Linked DNA regions of Danio rerio: region 2 is linked to region 1. Evidence: chromatin contacts called from public HiCAR-type data. All regions are on one chromosome and are shown on one strand. The core of a region is the stretch at or near the end of the contact, and the rest is flanking DNA. Distances in the headings are between cores, read along the strand shown.

The links. HiCAR-type assays count read pairs that join an accessible place to other places.
Region 2: a contact with region 1 is called in a HiCAR-type map of caudal fin, with 10 times the contacts expected there. The contact joins the promoter of dsela here to the promoter of si:dkey-181m9.8 in region 1. A contact is called at or near these places in 2 of 18 Hi-C or Micro-C datasets (caudal fin and embryo) and 2 of 4 datasets of contacts at active chromatin or transcription factors (caudal fin and embryo).

What each region holds. Positions count from the first base shown.
Region 1 is chr2:30,056,966-30,062,482 of GRCz12tu, reverse strand. It overlaps si:dkey-181m9.8, which reads left to right and starts at 2,527. Exons shown (of 21, transcript XM_690941.11): 1 at 2,527-2,713; 2 at 3,145-3,235; 3 at 5,517. The coding sequence starts at 2,669.
Region 2 is chr2:30,652,726-30,658,242 of GRCz12tu, reverse strand. It overlaps dsela (dermatan sulfate epimerase like a), which reads left to right and starts at 2,070. Exons shown (of 1, transcript XM_691410.8): 1 at 2,070-5,517. The coding sequence starts at 2,825.

The DNA of each region.
Region 1 (5,517 bases), core at 1,278-3,777:
ATCTGCAGGACATGGAGGATTTTTGTCATGGTAAAACAGCAGGCAATTTAACTGTTCAGATCAAGCAGGGGACTCGTGAACAACCATCACATAATAAGAAATCCAGTGACAGACCACAAGGTACCCACACACAGTATTAAAAGATAGGTTATTTTAATAATTTTAGCTATGCTTTTGTCATGTGAGCTAAATATCTTTTATATAAAAGATCTTACTCAGGACAGTAGTAAATTAAAAATAACATGCATTTTGTATGATCTATCTTGTTTAAATTATTCACATTTTCGGTTTTTATGCAAGGGGTTCACAAACTTTCAACCAGCATTGTATTTTTGAGAAAATATGCTATTTCACTTACTGTAAATAGTCTCTATTGCTATGTGTGCCTAATTTTGCACTGTGTTTTTAAAGCCTCTATGAGAAAAATAAACTGAAAAAGAACTTTTGGAAACCAATTATGATGAAAAAAAATGTTGGCAAACGCTGTCACATTCTAATTTGGTTGCACAGGGTGCATCAAAGCATAAAAAATTGGTAATAAATACATTTTCCTAAAACTGTTTTTCATAACCAATGCCTACTATTAATGTTGGAAGTGGGAAATATTTACTGTCATCTTTAGAGACTTCAGTAATACAAGTATATAGTCATTCCATTGCCTAGTAAAGTCAAAATTTCAAACACCACCTTTTGTTCACCTGGGAAATATGAAATTTCGCTATCATCTATTTAATTTGTTGTCATCATGACCCATACTACAAGTTCTATAGCCCACCCTGTACTTTATGCATGTCATGCTATTTTTATCATACTATTGCAATTTATAATGATATTCATAAACAGTGTACTGCATATATAGTGCAGTTGTATGAACATATGCTTTATGGACACATGCAGTTTTTAGAACAAAGCAAATATTAGAAAATATATGACCGCTGACGCAATGCCATGATTGATAAAAAAAAGTTAGATTATATGATACAATAAACATGTGGTATGAAATGACATATATATTAAAAACATCTGGTTGAAAGAACAGGAAAAAAATACTAGAAATCAAAAAATAACACTAATCAGAAAGCCTATTTCCACAATTCAATGGCCCACTTTCAGCTTGAGGACTTGCTCATACTCATGGGGGTCACCTTCACACTATAGCATAATCACACATGGCAGGTAGACATTGTCATCAGTAGAAACCCAGGTCATGCCATCACAATTGAGTGACAACTACATTCGTTTCACTGTGTCTCTAATCTTACCTCTCCATCATAAATCACAGTCCTTTCTGTGGCCTGTCTGTCCACCCACTCTGCACGGTGTTCTTGGTCACCTCATGGGTTCACAAAAAAAGAGAAAAAAAAAAGAAATTGGAGGATGGGAAATAACTCTGGAAATTAGTCTGTGTTATCTCGGTAGGATAGCTGAGATTGTTTTGGCCAACTACATGGAGCTTAAATTCTGGATGCTGTCTGTCACTGTGAAACCATGAGATGGCCATTGAATCAGATGATTTCTTTCTCAGAATATCTGAGTAATAGATTTTTATGAAGGAAGGCGAGTTCGGAAACGCAATTACATGGTTTTAAGAAGCATGACCATTAATCTTTGAGATAAAGCATGCCTGGTAACAAGGACATTTTGCTGTTACAGCAAGGACATTGTTCTTGTTACACATGTACTTACTATAGAATGTATAAGTTGTGCCTAATTAATATCTAAAACAACAAACGTTTTATGCAGCAGATGCCCTTCCAGGTGCAACCCATCTCTGGGAAATACTCCATTTGTTTTAAAAGCTAATAGTATCTTTTTTATGTTACAAGAACGTTGTATACAACAAATTTTAACATTTTACACAAACACATAGCCTATCTAGTAAATCACGAAACTGAGAATCTTCAGGTTACACACACACAAACACACACATAGCTACAATTTTTTTTTATCAATGTCAAATATGAATAAAATGACATAATGATTGTTTTTCAGCGATGTAAATAAAATACTTCTTTCACAATGCTTACTAAAAGTGATAAAATAAATTATTTCATTTTGATGAATAAAATAAAGCAATTTCTAAAGTTTTGTACGCTGAAGAGAAAAAAATGGCTAAATAATAGTAAAACCAACAGTTAACCCACATAACAGATAAACCATAGACTGTAAATTCCTCAGTGCTTTTCATTTGTTGGTACTGTACTTCTGGGTGAAGGACATGGATGCAGCGCCAGTGCAGTGAAGGGGAGATTTGATGTCTTATACTGACATCCAGTGGTACTGCAGCAAAGAACGTTGTTTACTACCATATTAGGCTATGTAATCAGGAATATGTATTTAAGTGTACTTACATTTAAGCTCGTTTTCCATGTCATTGGCCGGAACCCAAATTCAATTCAGCAAACCCACAAACATTTCAAAAACGCACCAAACACAGCAAAAACACTAAAGAAAAGCTCTTTCCTGCCACACTCAATATGGCGGACTGCTGAGACCAGATTTGAACTTTCAGTAACGAGACGTAGCGACGTTCATGATCTGAAGAAACCAAAACTGACTGAATGGCATGTAAACTTAAGTGATGGAAGACGCAACAGATATGATTTCCCGTTCATATTGTAAAATTACTTGACGATGAATGCATGAGCAGTGCTCGTGCTGTTAGAGGATGTCGCGCGTTTCAGCAGAACTGAACTATCAAACACTTCTCGAGGTAGGTTTACTGTCAACACTAGCGAGGCAGCTTGGTTCTTGGGCTAACAAGCTAATTACCGGTAGTGTAGTATTAAGATGAAAACTTTGCCGGATGGCATTTTCAACTAGATATTTCAGTACGAGAAAAGATAGCTGTCCGGTAATAAATATCACGATAAACACCCTTGTGAGAAAATATGGGGGTCTGGTTTCAGAACCTGCTGTCAGTTTGTTTACTTTATTTTTGGTAGTGGTGATTAAATTGCAGACTACCAGAGTATTGTTGTATATCCTATGATTGTCTTTATGGTGTTGGTAGGCATGGTCATGTTAATATGGTAACATTAACTTAATTTGGTCTCATGTTATATGGGAACTATGTCATTTTGAAGTTGATTTGCCTCAGGATCATCTTGTTTACTCATCACTGTCTTCATTTTCTCGTAATAGTGTAGTTACTGCTACCCAGATGAAGTGCTTGAAGACATCAGAAATTTGTCTGCAGATTTCCCACATCTCCAGTTATACGTGGACTATTATCGTAAGTTCTTTTCTGAAAGCACATTAGTGGTATAGCAGCAGAGCCCAATGAACATGTATTGATCTTGAGAAGCAGCTCTCAACTTCAGTCCTGGCTGGGGAGCCGCCTCTCTGCACTTTAGTGTGTGTGTGTGTGTGTGTGTGTGTGTGTGTGTGTGTGTGTGTGTGTGTGTGTGTGTGTGTGTGTGTGTGTGTGTGTGTGTGTGTGAACTGAACTTTATGTGTGCATCAGATAAGAGAGAATCATAAAATGTGCAGAGTTTTCTTGATTCCCAGTTGAGTTTAATTTTGCCTTATGGAGCATCAATATTTAATGTTGAATATAATGTTCATTTTCTTACTCAGACCAGTCATTTTTTTCTTTATAAGACCATAATGTCAGTATCACCAGAAGCCACAGCAATTTGCTCTATCAGATTTTTTTTGTGGTGCTTGTTGTTGACTCTCAAAGGGCCATTAGCCACAGACTTACATTTTAAAGAATTATCAGAACCAAATTTCAGCTGTAAATAAAAAGTCACTGTTACAAAAAAATGAGACCTCAGTGCCCATAATTTCACACATACAAGGTCAACTGTAAATGTGATGTTTTTAATGATAGTAAAGGAGAAATGCTCATACAATATCACTGATTTTCATAGCAACCTTTGAAAAGGTTCACATCAATTGGATCAAGTTTCTAAATGAACAATAACAACAGACAAGGTGAAGCTGCCTTTTCCTAAAGATTAAACTGTAGAAGATCAAAGTGTAGAAAATAGACTTAGTTTCTCTCACTCAGGAGCTGCATGAGTATAATTGTTATTTACAGAGGAAGTACAATATCTGCATAACAGACTAACCTAATTCATTTTGTTGTCACCAACTCGTCCAACTAGTTTTTACTGTGTCTTGAAAACACAAAATAAGGGAAGATCTTCACACTTCAAAGGAAATTACATTACAAAAATGGGCACTATATATATATATATGTGTGTGTGTGTGTGTGTGTGTGTGTGTGTGTGTGTGTGTGTGTGTGTGTGTGTGTGTGTGTGTGTGTGCAGTTAAAATTTTAATTATTAGCCCACCTGAATTTTCGCCCCCCACTTAAAGTGACATTTAAAGGCTTAAGTGGGTTAATTAGGTTAACTAGGCAGGATAGGGTAATTAGGCAAGTTAGTGTATAATGATAGTTTGTTCTGTAGACTTAAAAATATATATCTTAAAGGGGCTAATAATTTTGTTCTTAAAATGGTGTTTAAAAAATTAATAACTGCTTTTAATCTAGCCGAAATAAAACAAATAAGACTTTCCCCAGAAGAAAATATTATCAGACATACTGTAACACTCTGTTAAACATAATTTAGGAAATATTTAAAAAAGAAAAAAAAAATTCAAAGGAGTTTTAATAATTCTGATTTCAAGTATATGATGTTTGGTCTGTATGTTTTAGCACAATACCTCGGTTAATCTGCAATTGATTTTGAAAATTAATTATCATGGTAAAATATTTATCCTTCACACTGTCATCCAATCACAATTCTGGATCTAAAAGCTGCCAGGTTCTGTCAGGTTTGCAAAGCCCTCTTTCCATGAGACAGAGGCTGCATCTACACCAAGCCAAAGTTTTTTCTATCCAATCTTTTTTTTTTTTTTGCCTTTTTCTAAAAAAATAAAAAATAAATACTGTAAGCAAGGAGTCATCTCAAAAGATATCTGCATACACACAAAACCATTTAAACTGACTAAAACATGACTAAAACATCCTTGCACACTGTATGTAAACAATATGTTGATGTCCAAAAACTTCCTCTTTTAAATGTTATTTTACATTAAAGTTTACTCAGAGAAACCCACAACATATTCCAATGTAACTACTTTCATTATTAAATTGCATCCACCTCATTTCATAGTTGTTAGTTACTTTTTCCTTTGTATTGCTCTTGCTGTTGTATTTCTTGTGTTGATGATACAATAGGAGTTTTTATAAATAGGATACATACCTATTTAAAACCAAGTAAAACCACACAAACAACAGTTCCGTTTGCTCTATACACATTACAAATGTGATATTGGTTTAACAGTTCAACAAATATAAAATAATATTGTATGAGTAAAATTGTAGATTTTTTTTTAATTCATAATTTGTTCATTAAGTCACTTGCTTAATTTTCAAATTAATTTGCTATTTTAAACGAATTGTTTAAATTCATTCTTGTTCATTTTATATATTTGTTTTTTCATTAATTAAACATTTTCTTGCATATGTATTTCCTAAAATCAAGTCTCTTTTCTTTCTACAGT
Region 2 (5,517 bases), core at 821-3,320, 600 kb before region 1:
GTGTATCTGTGTGCATTTTTCTCTTTAGCATGTGCAAATGTGTATACTCAAAAAACGTATGAAAAAAAAGTATAAAAAGCCCTTCACACACGAATTCTGCAGAATGATCCTAAATTACAAAGAAGAACACCCGATGGTGGGTGCCACGGTGGCGCAGTGGGTAGCACAATCGCCTCACAACAAGAAGGTTTCGCTGGTTCGAGCCCTGGCTGGGTCAGTTGGCATTTCTGTGTTCGGTTTCCCGCACAGTCCAAAGACATGCGGTACAGGTAAATTGAATTAGATAAACTGGCCATAGTGTACAGGTGTTTTCTTGTGTTGGGTTGCAGCTGGAAAGGCATCTGCTGCGTGAAACATGCTGGATAAGTTGGCGGTTCATTCCTCTGTGGTGTCCCCTGATTAATTAACTTAGCCGAAAATAAAATGAATGAATGAACACGCAAAACTGCATGTAGGGCAGAATTAGGCAGATTCTCATTGATTATTAATATAGAAAAAAAGATCTCTCTAATTCAGGATGCATCTAAAATCAAGTCCCACAGAATCGCTGCATTTCAAGGGTTGAACCCTGACCAGTACCAGACCAGCACTGCTTCTCACACAAACATCTAAATAAATCACATTATCAAACAATCTAAAAATACACATTTGGAACATATGGTCATAGAAACTAAAACACGAAGTAAATTGAAACTCTATCTGATGATCAAATTAAATTATGAATAGAAAGAATATCCACAAACAAAAAGCAAAGGCAGATCCTGCCCAAATACAAGCTCAGTGAACACAGACTGGCCATAGGGACTGGTGTTGTCCTCGTCAGATTGTCCTACAGTACCTCCCATTTAAAAAGTAGGTAGCAAATTTTGATGATGCATCTTGCTAACGATCAGATTTTGCTACAAGTGTAATTTTAATGTGGAGTAGTGTGATATGAACTATAATATCGCCCTAACCTACCTAATCCCTAACTCCAACCTCAAATCCATTCGAATACAGTGTTGGTAGCATAATCTGATGGGTAGACTAAAATGTCAGGACACCGGCAGACACAGAAAGAGCTGGAGACCCACAGAACAAAGAGTGTGTGTTCATAAGGACAGGTGAGATCGAGACGGAGGTGCACTTTCTCCTTCACTGCCAACACTTTAAAGCAATCTGAGACACATATTTCAACAAACTACATTAAGAACCTTTCTCAAAATGACTGAAGAGAAACAAATGAAACAGACAGGGACAGACAGCAGCACTGGCCGCTAGATACTTTTACACAGATAGATACTTTTTCTAGATACTTTTACACAGCTTAAAGTGACATTTAAATGCCCAACAAAGTTAATTAGGTTAACTAGGCAGGTTAGAATAATTAGGTAAGTTATTCTATAACGATGGTTTATTCTGTAGACTATTTTTAAAAATTTAGCTTAAAGGGGCTAATAATTTTGGCCCTAAAATTTTTTTTTAATTAAAAACTGATTTTATTCTAGCCGAAATAAAACAAATAATTCTCCAGAAGATAAAGCATTAGACACACTGTGAAAATGTAAAAAAATAAATAAAAAAATAAAAAGGGTCTAATAATTCTGATTCAACTGAGTGTGTGAATGTGGTGTCTATGTACCACAACGCAATTACATTGCATTACATTTTGCAATAACAATGTGCACATTTTTATTCCTTACATTGTTTATTTAATTTTTAAATCATTATGATATTTTGTTTCTATTCTTTTATTTTGATATGTTATTGTAGTTTTATATTTGTCCTTCTATTTTAAGCTTTGGCAACATTGTATCAATTACAGTCATGCCAATAAAGCAATTTTGAATTGAATTGAAACAATTGAAAGTGAAAGAGGACACACTCTCTTCTTCAGAGTCAACATGACTCTAATACAATAAATCATACCTATTAAACTACTTTATAGTAGATAGTAATTCCATTTGATTAATTATTTATAAGCCAAGTGATAAGAATAGCGAAAATACTGCCTAATAGAGCCACTCAATGTGATATTACGACGCCATCTGTTGACCACATTAAAAATTACCAATGCAGAAGCAATAGTTAAGCTATTAGATTACTAGGAAGATAGGAAAACGATTTGTCTTGATGAAGATGAGCCAGTTCTGTGGCGGACGATGAACATGATGGATAAAACCTTATCATTAAACCTACAAAGAGACATTGAAATGGCCGGTAAGCATTCTGAACTCTGCTTATGGTCTTTGGTCGTATGCTTAAAGAGGAAACATCACTACATAGGATCGTCCCAGCAAGCGGTTTCCCTCACCTCAAAGTGGATTAATGGATTATCTCGCTTTTCGTGTCACAAGTTGAGTAAAAGGCGCTAACCGTGACATGGTGTTGTGAAGAGTTACTGACGAACGCAGCAACTTTCTCTGGAAAACTCCACAGGACTCGCGGGAAACAGGATACTAACAACGGAAGTTTATTTAACACATCTGCATTTATGACATTTCCGTTGTCACTTAGCTCAAATAATGCTTTAAATATCCGCGAGGTTGATGACATTTCTATTCAAACAAATACAACAGCGTTCAAACAAATGAGGAAGTTTTGCGTGGGTACATCAAGTTTTCACGGATGTCCATATATGGGAATGTAAAGCATGTTTTCTCACAGAATTGTGAATAGTTCCTATTCACTGCCTATTCTTCTATATTGACACTTTTTGTGCATGAAAAGGAAAAATATCTGCAGCCCGACATGTGAGTTCAAATTGGACTAATAAAAAACATTTCTGGGCGCTTCAGAGGAGGAGCTTTCGAAGAGAAAAAGCACCACATCTGTTTCTTGGATCATGGAGAACATGCAGAGGTCTGCGTTTCTGCTTTGTGTCTTGGCAGTGGGACTTGCTTTCTGTGGAATTTCATCTGCCTCAGACAGATATGTGTCTCTGAATGAGCACCAAAGAGACAATGCCACATTGTCAGAACACCTTCACCCCAAGCTATACTTTGATCATACTGAGGTGCGTTTAATGAAAAAGAGGGCCAGCACTACACATAGACGCATATTCCAAGTGATTCGAAATGCTGTTTCTATTATGTTATCTAATGCAGCTGTTTACCAGCCTCCATTGAACCATGAGGATTTCGGCAAGAAATGGAATGAGATTTATGGCAACAATTTGCCTCCTCTTGCACTATATTGCCTGCTTCAACCTGAGGATGCTGCCGCCTCTCAGTTTTTGATTGAGTACATGGACAGAATGGTGGAATATCCAGATTGGATGGTGTCCAGTGCTCCAAATGATGAGGTTCCGATCGCCCACTCTCTCACTGGTTTTGCCACAGCATATGATTTCATTTACCCCTTTCTTGATACCCGGAGAAGATTGCGATATCTCAAAAAAATACGTTCTGTTACCGAGGAGCTTTTCGAGCTCTCCAAGCACAGGGGATGGGGAAAGCAGTTTCTGCAGAACCACCAGACAACTAACATACTAGCCATCCTAATTGGTGCTCTTGTGGCAGGGGAACATAATGATCCCGAGACAATGATATGGAAACAAATATCAGTAAACTACATGGAAAAGACCATGTTTCTCCTCAGTCACATCGTTGATGGCTCTCTTGATGAAGGTGTTGCGTATGGTAGCTACACGGCAAAATCCATCACTCAGTATGTTTACTTAGCGTTGCGTCATTTTCAGATAGACAACATGCAGAACAACTGGCTTAGAGCTCATTTTATGTTTTACTTCGCCACTCTGCTTCCTGGATTTCAAAGAACTGTTGGCATCGCAGACTCTAATTACAACTGGTTCTATGGGCCAGAGAGCCAGCTTGTGTTTCTGGATGCATACGTGCTCCGGAATGGCTCAGGAAACTGGCTGGCAGAGCAAATTAGGAAGCATCGTCCTAAAGACGGCCCCATGATGCAATCAGCAGCTCAACGCTGGGCTACTTTACATACAGAGTACATATGGTATAATTCTGAGTTAACTCCGCAGCCTCCGTCTGACTTTAACAAAGCAGCCATGCATATTTTCTCCAACTGGGGTGTGGTGACATATGGAGCAGGGTTAACTCGAGCTCAGGGTAATACCTTTGTCTCATTTAAATCTGGAAAATTAGGAGGACGAGCAGTCTACGATATAGTCCACGCTCAACCTTACTCTTGGGTAGATGGCTGGATGAACTTCAACCCAGGGCACGAGCACCCTGATCAAAACTCCTTCACTTTTGCACCAAATGGACAGGTGTTTGTCTCTGAGGCCTTGTATGGACCTAAGTACAGCTATCTTAATAATGTGCTGGTATTTGCCCCCTCACCCACCAGTCAGTGTAATGAGCCATGGGAAGGACAGTTGGGGGAATGTTCAAAGTGGCTACGATGGGGAGAAAAGGAAGTCGGCAATACAGCCGGGGAGGTCATCTCTGCTGTGTCACATCAGGACATGTTATTTGTGAGTGGAGAGTCTGTGTCAGCCTATTCATCTGCCATGAAGCTAAAGAGTGTGTATAGGTCACTTGTACTTCTCAACTCTCAAACGTTGCTTGTACTGGATCACATCGAAAAACACGAGCACTCTCCTCTCAGTTCTTTTAGTGCCTTTTTTCACAACCTAGACATTGATTTCAGGTACGTTCCTCACAGATCATTTGGGAAATACAATGGGGCTTTGATGGATGTGTGGGACGCACATTACAAAATGTTTTGGCTGGACGTGCAAGGATCCAGTCCTGTTGCCAGGATACAAGAAGCTGAACAAGCTGCCGAATTCAAAAAGAGATGGACACAGTTCATAAACGTGACCTTTCGCATGGAGAATCCCATCACAAGGGTGGCTTACTTGATGCATGGCCCTTATGTCAAGGTCTCAGACTGCAGATTCATTGACAACAGTAAAAACGGAGTAAAAATATCAGTGACTCTTAATGACACAGAGACTGTTGTGTCAGTTGTGACAAACTATGCTGACATTGAGGCCAGACAGGGCTACTTGGGATTTGCAGGATTTGCTAAAACAGAGGACAACCAAAGAATAGTTCAGTTTGGCAGGGGAATCCAAACCTTGGCAAGTCAAGTCGCAAAAGATTTTGTGTTTGACTTCGGATTTCTGGTTAATATCTCAGCAATACTGACTTTATGTTTTGCTTTAGCTTTTGTAATCAAAAAACGGAAGCTTCATGTGTCATTCAACATGCTGATTCATTGCACTCTTGTCTGTGTGCTGTTTTTGTGGGTGACTGAACTCTTGTCGGTCTTTTATGGCTGCGAACAGCTCTTGTGTAACAAGCCAAAAGACAGCAGCATATATCATGCATCAGACTCTAACATCCCTGATGTCCTCCCTGTAATCACAATCACATCCATGCCAGGCTCGGGAGCAGAGATCCTTCAGCACCTTTTTGATAACAGCTCAGACTTTTTATACCTCCGGATCCCTTCTGCCTACCTGCGGTTGCCTGTTTCTCCTTTCAGCTCCCTGCTTGATGCTTGTGAGTGGTCCAGAGAAGATGCGCAAAATGGACGCTTTCGAGTAGT